Regions from separate parts of the Mus musculus genome. Here region 1 is linked to region 2. The links are chromatin contacts, called in public HiChIP or PLAC-seq maps. All regions are on one chromosome and are shown on one strand. The core of a region is the stretch at or near the end of the contact, and the rest is flanking DNA. Distances in the headings are between cores, read along the strand shown. Region 1 holds the start of Mtch1 (mitochondrial carrier 1). Region 2 overlaps Cpne5 (copine V).

What was found. HiChIP or PLAC-seq counts read pairs in DNA pulled down with a chosen protein or histone mark.
Region 1: an H3K27ac HiChIP or PLAC-seq map of the HPC-7 cell line shows a contact between it and region 2, with 8 times the contacts expected there. The contact joins the promoter of Mtch1 here to the enhancer-like site in region 2. A contact is called at or near these places in 2 of 39 promoter capture datasets (hippocampal neurons and pre-B cells), 4 of 484 Hi-C or Micro-C datasets (CD4 T cells, the N1E-115 cell line, cerebral cortex and 1 more), 10 of 115 datasets of contacts at active chromatin or transcription factors (the HPC-7 cell line, double positive thymocytes, effector CD8 T cells and 4 more) and 4 of 9 other capture datasets (adipose tissue, embryonic stem cells, liver and 1 more).

What each region holds. Positions count from the first base shown.
Region 1 is chr17:29,342,958-29,349,378 of GRCm38.p6, reverse strand. Mtch1 (mitochondrial carrier 1) reads left to right here and starts at 1,447. Exons shown (of 12, transcript NM_019880.4): 1 at 1,447-1,912. The coding sequence starts at 1,592.
Region 2 is chr17:29,166,080-29,173,562 of GRCm38.p6, reverse strand. Cpne5 (copine V) reads left to right here. Exons shown (of 21, transcript NM_153166.2): 12 at 163-238; 13 at 4,105-4,158; 14 at 6,784-6,845. Among named protein-coding and RNA genes, the nearest start is that of Rab44, 56 kb to the right of the region's middle. Within about 2 kb of position 2,227, at least 104 of the 459 cell types and tissues checked have an H3K27ac peak or open chromatin away from gene starts, as enhancers often do. A contact at or near this core is called in the HPC-7 cell line, double positive thymocytes, effector CD8 T cells and 4 more, where this site is marked.

The DNA.
Region 1 (6,421 bases), core at 198-2,697, 180 kb before region 2:
ACCTAACTCTGGACGTCAGGCCTATCTTTTGACCACTCAGTGTATATTGTCAAGGGACAGAGGAATGAGAAGTCCTGGCAATCCCAGGGGCTTCAGTTTAGCTGGGTTCCCAGTGTTTGATGTGGCCTGTTTGAATTACCATCCATCTGTCTGTCCATCTGCTCACCCACCTGTACCCAGTCCTGCAAGCCCTCAGCAGCTCTGCCCTTCCTGAGCCGTTCTCCAGATGGACTGGTTAATATCTAACCTCAGAAGTGGCTTTCTCTGCCTCTGCCTCCAGTAAGGACTCTTTCAAATTGTTGAGATTTGTGGCCTTTGTAACCCTTTGAAGTCATTCTGTCACACACACACACACACACACACACACACTTATAATCACAGTGTGATCTGTATCTTGAGATAATATTAGTAACTAAGATGTGAATGAAAGAATTGTGATTGCTAACAGCCAGCTATCAATTGCAGCCAAGGAAATTGATGTAGCATGGTGCACAGCTCAGTCTGGCCTTGAACTCCTATCCTGATGCCTCTGCCTCCTGAGTATCGGGCTTACTTTACAGGTGTGTGCCACTGCACTGGATTGTTACTTTGTTTGCTTCATTCATTCCCTTAGGAATGGTTTCCCTGAAGATATACTTTCTATGCATTCCTATATTTGCGGTGATAGAAGATAGATATTAATGCCAGACAATACAATATGATACAACACAGTACAGTACACGGTAGTACGGTACAGGGAGCCACATTCGGAATGGGCCATACAAAAACACGGTCCAATGGGGGACAGTCAAATACAGATCGGAAAAACAAGGCACTGGGGACAATACGGAGGAAAAGCCCACAGATGGAAAGTATTTGCGTGGGCAAGTGTCAGGAACGTGAGGTAAAACCTACACCACGGGCAATCAGGGAGGGTGCAAATATCTGACCATTCCAAAGACCTTCCTTGCAAACTAGCAAGAGGACAAGGTCCCTTGCTAGGGACCAAAGGGTCCCTGCTGACTCTGAGGTCCATTACCAGAAGACTCTATTATTGGGCAGTTCAAGACCAGCTGAGAGCTGCTGTGCTTGTTCAGAGGTGGAAACAAATCACCGGCTGGAGTAAGCACCTTCCTGGAAGGTGGCCCTAAGAATTGCTCTCAAGGCATGCGTAGCACTATGCTCCAGGCACTAGACTAGAGCTCTCCCAGGCCTAGTTATTTAGTAACTAAACGCAGCCAGCACCGGGCCTTCATAAGTGCACAGGCAAAGAGTGCTCCCAGCCCTCAGCAGCTGTGAGTTACTCAACTATTGAGGGGTTTCTACACAGGTCCCGGGATCGTGCTGAAGGAGTGCAGAAGCAGGGCACACAGACTGAGACTCGTAGGCACGATTGCGGTGACTGGCCTGGTCCGCAAAGGGGCGGGCACAGAGCTGCAAAGAACCCGCCCCGGGCCGGAGGAGGCGGGCCCGGGAGCACCAAGGAACAACACTCGCCCGCCCGCCATGCCCCCTCGCCCCGCGGCGTGAGTGGTGCTGCCAGGACCCTCCCCTTGACGTTCGGGGCGTGGCCAGCACCACGTGACGGGGAGTGACCTCCACGCCTGGCGCCATGGGGGCTTCGGACCCGGAAGTGGCGCCTTGGGCTCCCGGCGGCGCCGCGGGGATGGCGGGAGCCGGAGCTGGTGCAGGAGCTCGGGGCGGCGCGCCGGCCGGAGTCGAGGCCCGCGCTCGGGACCCGCCACCCGCGCACCGCGCGCACCCTCGCCATCCTCGGCCCGCGGCTCAGCCGTCGGCGCGCAGGATGGACGGCGGCCCGGGCGCCCCGGGCTCCGGGGACAACGCCCCGACCACCGAGGCGCTGTTCGTGGCGCTGGGCGCGGGCGTGACGGCTCTCAGTCACCCGCTGCTCTACGTGAAGCTGCTGATCCAGGTGGGGCGGGGGGCGCGGCGGGAGGATGTGGATGGGATGTGCGGTGTGGGGGTGCAGGGAGGGGGCTGAGGGATCTGAGTGATTGACGTGGGAAAGGAAGCGATTTGGAGGTGCTGGGAGGGAGCGAAGGGACGTGAGTGACAGACGTGGGGTAGGAAGGGATTTGGGGGTGCAGGGAAAGGCGATGAGATGTGGGAGATAAGTAGTCGAAGGCAGTGAGCTTGAAATTCCGAAGGGTAATGGATTTGGGGTGCGGAAAGAAGCCACAGGATTGGGGGAGGGCCGAGAAGTTTTGGTGAATGGGTAGATGAGGGCTGGCTGGGTACAAAAGCGACGTGTTTAGAAGGTGAGTACATTTGGGGCAGAGGACAGCGGGGCTCTGGATTTATAGAGATGGATGAAAGCTTTGAGGGACAAAGGAGTGGGCAGCAGGGCCAAAAATTTCAGAGGGAAAGAATGCAGCAGGGAAGAGCTATCGGTTTACTTGAGAAGGAGCCTGTAGATTTGATGGCGACGACAGATTTGGTGGGAGGAGGGGCCTCCGCATTGGTGGAGGGGGGGAGTGGAGCGGTGTCTGGAAAGGGGAGCCAGGAGGCGGCTTTTAGGGGGAAGGGGAGAATGGGATGACGCATTTAGTGGAGGAAGGAAGGAATTGAAGTAATTGTGTCTGCGTGGGTTGGGAATGGGCAGAAAATGGGGATAGGCACAATAGGTAAGGGTTGTCAAAGCTGGAGCAAAGGTAGGGATGTCTGGATTCAAGGATGCTTGGGCACCTAAACGCTTTTTTGCTTGTTGGCAGCAATTCACTCCAATAGAGGATGAGGAAAGGGTAAAGGGGGAGGAGGGATCTGGTTGGAAGGAGGTGTTGTGCATTTGGCAGAATTGGGTGGGTGTGTGATGGAGGTGGGGAGAGTTTTGATTGGCGTGGTTCAGGCTCAGACTGATAATCAAAGATGAAGCCTAGCATTTTCCAAAGGAGTGGGGGATGGGTGGTGAGGATTGAGTTGGAGACCCAGCTAAGATTTGAGGTTTGATTTAAGGCAAGTGAGTGTGAAGATTATTGTACTATCCTTGTCATAGAACTGAGAGAATTAGAAATACATTTGGAATGAGAAGGCCTTAAGAATGGGAGTCGCTGCTGGGCAGTGGTGGCGCAGGACTTTAATCTTAGCATTTGGGAGGCAGAGGCAGTCGGATTTCTGAGTTCGAGGCCAGCCTGGTCTACAGAGTGAGTTCCAGGACAGCCAGGGCTACACAGAGAAACCCTGTCTCGAGAAAAACAAACAAAGAATGGGAGTTGCTGAAGCCCTGGGGTCTGAGGAATGGGGATTCTAGAATTTGGAGTTTAACTAGAAATATAAGGAATGAGAAGATACTGTCAGGGCCATTGGGCATCAAATTGTGCAGAGATTTGGAGACGGCTGAAAGGGGGATTTGGAGACCAGCACTGACCTACTGTCATGTGAATGTGTATTTACAACATAGTGTTGCAGCCACAGCAAGCCTCAGCTTAGGAGGGACTCTGGGCTTTGCAGGTATCTGAGTTGAGCAGTTGGAGGTGCTAGGAGCTGATGGGGTGAGAATCAAATGCTGGACCTTAGGATGGCAGGCGGAGAGGGTCGGGGGGGCTCTGGGTGTAGTGTGGGAGGACACAGGGGAAGTGGCTTATCATTGGGAGCATGGTGGCATTAGTGTGGGGGTTTGAAAGAATGAAAGGTCTTTGGAGAGGGACCTAGAGAGTGAAGGGGAGCCCAAAGGGTGATGGGAACTAGATGGCAGGGGGGTGTAAGCCTAAGAGCTCTGTTGGGGGTGACAACTTCAGGGAGCTTAATGGCTATAGCTTAGTAATCGGTAACACTGAACAAAAAAGCAACAATAATAACAGATTGTGTTTTGCAGGGAACAGGTGTGCAGGCTAGATGTTGAGCCTCAGATCAAGACTCGTGGGCGGGGGTGGAGGCAGGCAGAGGTATTGAAGGTGGCAAACTGGCTCTGCTGGTGTTAGGTACGGGATCACGGTGTTGGCTGTGGTTAGGACAGTTAGAAACAGATCTAGGTGAGCATGACGTGAGGACAAATCAAGTAGGCCGTGACCTCGGCTCACATTGTACCTTTGATAACCCAGTAGACATAAGACGATAAACTCAACAGATTTGAGAGCCGTGAGGATGTGCGGTTGAGGGTTCGGGTTTTAGGATCAGGTTGGAGTTGTGCTGATAAGACTGGTGGGCAGCATCATAGCAAGAGCTTGGGGCTTGAAGTTCCAGCACAAAGGACCACCCTCCACTTGAAGACGCGGAAGGCCACTTCTGACCTAGAAGAAGAACTCTGGAAGGGAAAGCTGTTTGCCTGGGTCACCTAACTCTTTTCTGGATAAGCCATTGTGAGCGTCATTTTTTTTCAAAAAGACCTCACAATAAAGGGTTTTAAAAATTTACAGTCAGGGGCTGGTGAGATGGCTCAGTGGGTTAGAGCACCCGACTGCTCTTCCGAAGGTCCAGAGTTCAAATCCCAGCAACCACATGGTGGCTCACAACCATCCGTAACAAGATCTGACTCCCTCTTCTGGAGTGTCTGAAGACAGCTACAGTGTACTTACATATAATAAATAAATAAATCTTTAAAAAAAAAAAAAAAAATTTACAGTCAGGAGCTGTGAGATGGGTTAGCAGCACACTGGCCACTTGTTGCTCTAGCCAAAGTATGTGAGTCCCATCCCTGGAACTTACAGCAAAGGTGGCCAGAGGAAACCGGACTCCAGAGTTGACCTCCGACCTCACATCAGACACAATAAATAAGAATTACATTGGAGGCCAGCCTGGTCTACAGAGTGAGTTCCAGGACAGCCAGGGCTACACACAGAGAAACCTTGTCTCAGAAAACCAAAAAAAAAAAAAAAAAAAAGAATTAAGACATTTAAAATCAGCCACCTTCAGTGTATCTCAGAGTCAGGTCTACTGGAGTAATGTGGACTTTGATGAAACACCTTCCTAAAGAAAGGGAAGGGAAAGCAGCAGCCAGCACAGCACAGCAGCCGACCCAGCACTGCTGACACGGCCTGGCGTCCTAACCTGCGGGCCTGTCCTTTGCTGCTGCTCAGGTCTGTCCTGAGGGCCCAAGGGAGGTTGTCCTCATCCCGTTACACTCTGGTCTGTACCCCTCACCTCCCTGCTGGCAGCAGAGCTTCTCATTGGTTGGCAAACTTAGCACCCTGGCTCCTCCACAGGGGTCTCATATGGCTATGGTGACCAGCCCTCTCTCTGTCTGTCTGTGGGCTTGACAGTTCCTCCGTTCTAATGCGCTGCTTTACAGCGAAGGTTGTAGTGGTTGAGCGGAAACGAGGGCCATCTTGTCCTAGCGTTACAGAGTGATTGAGGTTAGAGCACAGCCGTACAGGTGGCTTTAAGGCCACGCTTGCTAAGCCTGCGACTGGCAGGGACGGGTCTGGGAGGTATTCACAGTAAGCTTAGAGGGATTTGGGGGTAGGTGGCAGTGCAGAGCTGTCTGAAGCCCGGGACTGGGACCCCCAAGCCACTGTTTGTCAGTATGTTGAGACTTAAGTTGGAATAACATTTTGTCCTGAAGATTAAAATTAGCAGATTTATTCTCAGGAGAACGGAGAGGAAAACACATAAAAATGGGTGCTTTGGGCCAGCGAATTACCTCAGCAGGTAAAGACACGTATCGTCAGATGTGACGGGTTTCCTGAGTTAAATCCCCAGAACCTACAAGGCGGAATGAGAACCAGTTCCTGCAAATGGTCCTCCGACCTCCACGAGCATGCCACAACACACACGTGTGCTCAAAAATTAGTGTTCAAAAAAAATTAATAATCCTAGCACTTGGGAGACAGAGGCAGGTGGACTTCTAAGTTCCAGGACAGCCAGGGCTACACAGAAACCCTGTCTCAAAAAACAAAACAAAACAAAAAAAAGTGTGTTTCTGGGCTAGTGAGATGACTCAGTCAGTAAAGACGCCTGCTGCCAAAGACACTTGAGGACCTGAACTGAATCCAAAGGACCTACATGGTGGAAGAAGAACACCAACTCGTGCAACTTGTCCTCTGGACTACATACACACTCCATGGATGCGTGCACCCATGTACAAACACACAGGGATGCAAAATGTACAAACATACTGAAGGGTGGAAGGAGAGAATTAACTGGACAGAGTTGTCCCCTGACTACACTCGGACTGCATCTTATTCTCCGCCTACCCATCATGCACTGCGCCCTAGTCTTTCTCTTCCCATCATGCACTGCATCCTGTTCTCCCGCTTCCCATCATGCACACAATAATAATAGACAAACATGTTAAATATAGTAAAAGGCTCTTGAATAATAAAAGATGGGAGTTTGTGCGTTGATACTGTCTAACATTGAGGTTGTGGAGGGTTTATGAGTTAGAATGGGGCCAAGGTGGGAGCAAGGGCTAGACACTGATAAAGGGACACCAACTGATAGTCCTGGGGAGATGGGGCCAGCCATGTGCGGAGTTGGAGCCAGGAAG
Region 2 (7,483 bases), core at 978-3,477:
GCCTGGCTTTCTTGGTCCACGGCTCCCTTCCCATACTCTGTGACTTGGGGTGGAGGCCCTGGCAGAATGGGGGCGGGGCAGGTCTGGGAGAGGCTGTAGTGGGCGACATCGACATCCATCGGTACCCTGGGCCTCCAGCCTCAGCAGCATCTTCTCTTGCAGCCATGACTTCATTGGGGAGTTCACCACCAGCTACCGGGAGCTGGCACGTGGCCAGAGTCAGTTCAACATCTATGAGGTAAGATGCTCCAGGGGTGGGGTCTCTCCTCATGGGGGTGCTGGGTCAGCAAGGACCCAGGAGCTCTGAGAGGGGTTGGGGCCAGGGATTTCCGGATTGTCTCACAAGGTGGGTTTCATGTTTCCATTTCACAGATCTCCCCACACACCTCATACACCACACACCCAACCATACACCATACCCCCACACAAACACACAGCGCTAAGTCATCTGACTTCCAAGTTCTTGAGTTCCACCCCTTGCAGAACACTTCTGATAGGTCCTTAAGAAAGTCCTGGGTGCGGGCTGGCGAGATGGCTCAGCGGGTAAGAGCACTGACTGCTCTTCTGAAGGTCCTGAGTTCAAATCCCAGCCCCCACAGGGTGGCTCACAACCATCCGTAATGAGATCTGACGCCCACTTCTGGTGTATAATAATGTATAATAATAAATAAATCTTTGGGCCAGAGAAAGCAGGAACTGAACCAGCAGGCCTGACTGGAGCAAGAGGGGTTGACTTGGAGCGAGCAGAGGTCCTAAAATTCAATTCCCAACAACCACATGAAGGCTCACAACCATCTGTACAGCTCTGTATAGCTACAGTGTACTCACATACATAAAAATAAATAAATAAATTTTTATAAAAGTAATTTAATAGCCACTCCCCTCCCCCACACACACACCACCATTCCCCGGCCCTACACACACACCTCCAACACACACCACAGGAAGAGCACCAGGAAGGAAGGGAAAGATGTCTAACAAGCCAAGACCTGAGGTCCCAACTCCAGAGTGGCCCCACGTCTTCAGACAAAGCTTGTGGTCCTCTGGAGGAGTAGCCAGTGCTCTTAACCACTGAACTATCTTTCCGACCTTCATAGTGGTTTTGGGGAAGGAGTCCCCTAGCCCAGGCAAGGCAGACTGTACCTTTCTTTGGGAAGTGGGTGGAGCAGTTATCTCTCTTGGGGTTTGGCTTCCAGTGGCTGTGAAGTCTTGGGTGAAATGGAAATCGGAAGCTGCACAGATGGGGCGGCCGGTTTCCTTCCGTTTCCTCAGACAGCCTCTTTGCAATCAACAAGATACGAGCTGCCTGAGCCAGGGGAAAACCACCTCCGTTTCTGGCGCCCCGCCCCCACCCCCGGGGGGGCAGCTTTGGACCCAAGGGGTGTCACCAGGAGGCCAAGTGGGCCCAGGAAGCCCTTGCTAGAGTCAGGAGTGTGAAAAAGGTCCTCACCAGTCAACACCCCACCTCCAACCCTGAAGCCACCCTGGCGGGACACACTTTTAAAGCAGCTGTTCCTGGGACCCAGCCTCTGCTAAAGAATCACTCAGACGCTGAGCCTCTTCAAGTCCTACTGTCCTTCTGACAGCCCCAGACAAGCCTCCAGTCTCCAACCCCTCCAGTGATCCCCAACAGCACACCCCCCCCCCACCTCCTGAGCTCCCACCATCCTCTGCAGGGTGTGGGGCTTTGCAATAGGATTCTAGTCTCTTCTAACCTCCACAGTGACCAGAATGCTCTGGGTGTGGCTCCGTGTTGCCTTGAAATGAACTTCACCCCACACCCCCACTCTCTAATGTTAAGGCAGATCTCCACTTAAGCTGGCACTGAGTATTAACCTGACCCCATTGTCACCACACCTGAGCCCCACGGGCCTACAGAGGGGAGTGTGCTCCTTCTGTGAAGAGAGGCACGGCTCATGTCTGTCTGGGCCCCGAGCACTGAAGCTGCTGCCTCCCCAAGGACTCTACTGAGTCAATATGGTCCCACTTCTGATCAATATGGTCCCCAGAGGCTTTCTCAAATGTCCCCTCAAGGAAGTCATCACCTTTGCAAGTCTCTACAGGCACACTCTTCTTCCCGAGGTTGTGCCTGGGGCCTTTCCATGACCATGAGACCCTCAGAGGTGGGCCGGTTCATTCTGCATTCCCAGCAGCCTGGTGCACAGGAAACCAGATTTCAGACATGGGGAAAGGTAGCCGCCTAGTGGAGCGGGCCAGTTCCTTGTAGCGTCCCTAGGGGGTGCTGTGGCCCTGTGTGAAGCCTGACAGTCACTTGTAGCTAGAGAGGCTAGGATGAGGGAGGTTCTAGGAAATCCCAGGAGAGCTCAGAGCAGACAGGGTGCTAACTCACTGTCCACTTCGCTCAGATCTGACGCCAACGGTTGCTTTAACATAAAAAAAAAAAAAAAAGAGTAGGTTCAGAGAGCGGAAGTGTGACTGACTACACGTTAATTTAAAGATAATGCCAAAGGCTTCAAAGAAATGTGTCAGGCACGGTTGTGTGTATCTGTGGTCCCCACCACTCAGAAAGCAGAAGCAGGGGAATGTGACCTCAAGGCCAGCCTAGACTACACGGTGAGACCCCTGTCTCAACAATAGAAAGCAAACCAAAATGAGTCTAAGAGGTACTATAAAGAAATCTACACCCCTAAACCGTGTTCTGCTCGCTCCACTCTGCTGCAGGGAACCGTGAAGCAGGGGTCGGAGGTACATTTTGTTCCAAACCCCGAATAAGCTCAGCTGGGTAAACATTAATGTTGAGTCTGCAACTCTGCCCTTCTGCCTGGCAGCCAGGTGGTATTAGAGAAGGCTGCCCCATGGCTAGAGAGGCACTTCTAGGATGTTCAGCATCTCAGACCCAGCCTCAGTCCCCACCTGAGCATGATGCCAGCCCTCCCATTTGAACTTGTCACTCATCCATCACGGGTGACAGCTCTGTACGTATGCACCGCTGGCCTGGAGACAGGTTTCTCTTCCTGTGTCTACCCAGATGGCTGTGTGACTTAAGCAAATCGCCTGGCATCTCTGTGTCCTGGTTCCCTTCGTCTCTGAAGTGGGCATCAATCCTTGTTAGACCGAAGAAACTGCAGTTAAAGACATAGGGAGGGAAGACAGGAAGCTGGTGGCGCACGCCTTTAATCCTAGCACTTGAGAGGCAGAGGCAGATGGTGGATCTCCGAGTTCAAGGCCAGCCTGGTCTACAGAGCAAGTTCCAGGCCAGCCAGAGCTATGTAGGGAATGCCGTCTTGAAAAAACAACAAATAAAAAGACATAGGAAAGATCCCCAAGAGAGGCACGTGGGATATGCCATGTGGGAGAGGGGATAAGAGTTTGAGAACAGCCTGGCTCTGTTGATTGCACACCAGAGAAAGCCCAGATCTCTCGTGTTGAGCCTGGGAACAGAGAGCTCCGTGCAGCATGGCTCACCAGGACAAGGTGGCCCTCCTCCCAGCCCCAGGGCTTCTCCAACACCAGTAACCACAACTACAGCTGGGTCACTGCTCTGAGGCAGCGTCTTGACCTCCCACCCGCTCCCCGAGTGGTGACAACCACCTACAGACTTTACTAGATGTCAGGGGTGAAGGGTGTCACCCACTGTTGTCACTAGTGGGGGGACAGAGACATCCTGAGTCTTTACAGAGCCTACTGTGCGGAGCCTTGTCATGGGACGAGCAGGTTTGGTTTGGAAGCTTCCTACTGTGGGTCAGGGTGGCCCAGAGCCAGGCTCATAGGCTCAGGGCACCCCTGAGTGGGAGCCCCAAGGAGAATGGGGAAGGCAGGACTGCAAATGTGTAGGGGGTAAAAGAGCGGCCCAGCCAGCACAGGCAGGCGTGGGCAGAGTTGTCTTGCAACACCTGGTTGCTCTGGCAGGTTTAAGGGTATTGGGAGACAAAGCTAAAGAAACTGTCTCAGTGTGATGGATACTGGGACTCAGGGTTAATGAGGATGCCCAAGTGCCAGCATCTCACAAAGCCTGGCAAAGCCCTTCCCAAGCTGCGGTCACACCCGTACCCTGCTGGGCTGATGCCCAAGCCACACCCAGGTCTGCTGGGAGCCCCGAAACTGTCCCGACTGCTTTCAAACAGTGGTTACTTTTCCCTACAGGTGATAAATCCAAAAAAGAAAATGAAGAAAAAGAAATACGTGAATTCTGGCACGGTGAGTAGCGCCCCCTGTCGCAATGGAGGGGCATTGCCCTGAGCCAAAAGCCAGGCTGAAGGGCAGGGGTCCCATCTAGGTGAGTGGGTAGCAGAGAACCATCAGCCTCAGGGAATCTCTGCAGGAAGGAAAAGCGGGTGTGCATGTGGGGAATCCCCAGGAACTGGGCACTGTGAGAGGCCACACTGGCATCCACTATCATGGAGAGGAGCAGGGAAGTGACTCAGTCAAGGTTAGACAGCGAAGAGTCATGCAGGAGTCAACTCCACCTTTCATCCTGCGTGGGCAGCAGCAGGCACTGCCGCTGAGTAACTGTTACCACCAGAGACCACTTTGGTCCTTGATTTGTGAGGGCTGGTGGGCTGGACATTCTAACATTCAGCAAATATGTGCTGGGCTCTCAGCAGAACCATACGGGCAAATGACACAGGCAGGAAACGGAAGACCCAGGTCCCTGGTGCTTATAACAGGGGAGGCAGAGGGTTCTTTAGTACCTGCACACACATCAGTGAAATGATTTCAAGAGCTGTGGGGGAAGGTGAAACAGAATGGATCAGATATTGAGAATACATAATAAATATAGAATACAGAATAAATACAGAATAAAGGGACCCAGCCCTCAAAAACAGCATATGCAAAGGCCCTGGGGGCAGCTGTAGATGTGGTTACTGGTGTTGGAGAAGCCCTGGGGCCGGGAGGAGGGCCACCTTGTTCTGGTGAGCCATGCTGCATGACCACACTGCACGGAGCTCTCTGTTCCCATGTTCAACATGAGAGATCTGGGCTTTCTCTGTTGTCTATTCTAGAATGGGTCCGTATATTTGCTATGCAAATGTACCTGGGTTTGTGCCCTCTTTCCCTCCTCTGACCCTTATTCCTGAGAGAGATGTCTCTGTCAGGTAATGTAGTCACTAGGCTCAGAAGAGTTCTCTCCCCGAATCCCATCCTCCTTGGAGCAACCCCACATGTAAAATGGAGCCAGCACTGGGGGTGGTGACAGACCTATGGAAGGTAGGCCTCTGATTGTCCCATACTCCGCTCATGTGTGGGAGAAATGAACCAAGACTCTCCTGTGTACCGCTCCTTCCAATCAAGACTCTTCTGTGTGGGGCTTCTTCACACTCGGGGACTTGGATGCGCTGATGTCCCTGACTGCAGTGTCCCCCAGGTAGAAACAGCATTTGTTTGGGCAGTGCCCTGTGCTCACAGGCCTTCCCCATTCACAATAGAAGCACGCCCAGTCTTTGCCATTAGACCTGGGTAATTCCCCCCCCCCCACCCCAAACACACATCCTAAGTGCCCCAGAGGAGGCAGGACCTCCCCAGAATGGCAGTTCTTTAGATGTGCAACCAAAATGAAAAAGGTCTCGAAACCATTCCTTTTGACCAGCCTTCCTAGCAATGAAGAGAAGGGATCTATTCCAGGCCCCACACGGAGCTAGGAACAGCACAGGCCTCCCAGGGCCTGGGGTGGGGTGGGGCCATCCCTGCTGCGGGGGCACTCATGGGAAGAGTTAAACAAAGTTCCCCAAAGATCCATTGCTCAGACCTGAAGACTCAGAAGCTCGCACTGGCCAGCGTTGGGGCTGGGCAGCTGGACAGGGTGAGAAACTCTGGTGTCTTCTTCAGAGGCTCCACCTGGGCTGTTGCTGCAGCTCTTTCTGGTTGGCTGAGCCACCACCCCTGGGAGGAGGTTCAGTGGCCTCTCAGGTGCTTGGCACACCGTGCCCCTGGGTGTGGCTCTCCGGGACCACTGCACACAGACCTTCTTGTTGAGGGACTTCAGCTTTGTCACAGCTGGCTTAGCTGAGCTGACACTTAGACCACACCAGCCGGGAGGCCTTGGTCTCCGCCCCTCCCCCCCTTCAGGTGCCTTGCTCTTCCTCCTCTCCGTGGCCCAGAATTCTTTGCGGCAGGCTGCCTAAGTGGGCAGAGCCATTGCCACAGTCCCTTGGGGCACAGAAGGCAGGAGGCTTCAAGTCAAGAGGAATCTTGAGTAGGAGGCACCTGTGGGGAAAGGATGGGATACTCAGAGGGTCTTGGGGGTGAAGGGGTAGAGACTGAACAGCACCCCGGAAGGGAGCATGACAGGCAAGGCCAGAGAAGAGAACAGTTCAGAGACAGAGGCGTGGGCTCCATGCCAGTCAGAGACACAGGCATGGACGGGTGGCTGGATCTACATCAGAAAGATTCCCCAGGCCTCCATACTGCAGGCCAGGGCTCTGGGTTTCCCCAGGGCTCACTTGGAGGATGCCTGGTCCCTTACCCCGAGCCCTGTGCTTCAGCAGTTGGGTTATCAAAGTTAAGTTAAATGTGGCTCAATGTCATCCTTGGCTACACAGGAGTTCAAGGGCAGCTCGGGCTAGGTGAGACCCTGTCTTGACATGAAAGTCAGGGAGGTTCTGAATTCAGACCTACTAGGCTCATATTCCCACTGTGCCACATCCTGGCAGCTGCCTTGGAACCTCAGTTTCCTTGGCTGTAAAATGGAGATAAACGTCCTCCGTGGGATGGCCACAGGCACTAGGGAAACCAGTCCCTGAAAACGGCCCACAGGCAGAGTGTGCCATCGGATCCTGGCCATCCCCTGGGCTCTCCACTAACCACACTCCCTTTTTTTCCCAGGTCACCCTGCTTTCCTTTGCGGTAGAGTCAGAGAGTACCTTCCTGGATTACATCAAAGGAGGGTGAGAGAAACAGGGCCTGGCCTCCCCAGCCCCAGGGAGAGGGCAGGGCTCCATACCATGTAACCAGAGCGTGCCCCACAAGGCCCCAACTGGAGCCCAACACTGGGCTCCCAGGAGACTCCACCTTAGAGCTGAGAACTCTGCCTACCTCTGGATTCCAAGCCCAGGACACCTGCCTGGGTCATGTGGAATTCCTGAGCAGAGAGAGGCCCTGGTGGAGGTAGGAGCTCTTGTGACAGAGCCAAGGAGTGGGAGGTAGAAAGTGCTCTGCACAGGCATCAGGAGATGCAGGTTCTAGGTCCCTGTTTGCCTTGAATTTCCTGAGTTACTGTGGGTGAGTCATGTTCTTTCTGTGAGTATCGCTCCTGCCAGAGTTTAAGTGTGGGGCAAGGAACCTGTCGGGAGGGACATTAGGGGACAGTCCCAGGGACAGCAGGTGTCCAACCCCAAGCTGAAAGAGCAAAAGGAACTGCAGAGGGGTGACCTCCAGGCCATGACAGGCAGCACAGCCAGGCTGCCTCAGCCAAGAGCTTACTAGAAATGGCCCGATTCCAAAGAGGGGCCTCCCTGGTACACTCCCTGCAGGCGGCTGCCAGGTCAGGGCGTGGGCAGCCGAGAGCCCACAGGTGCAGGTGAGG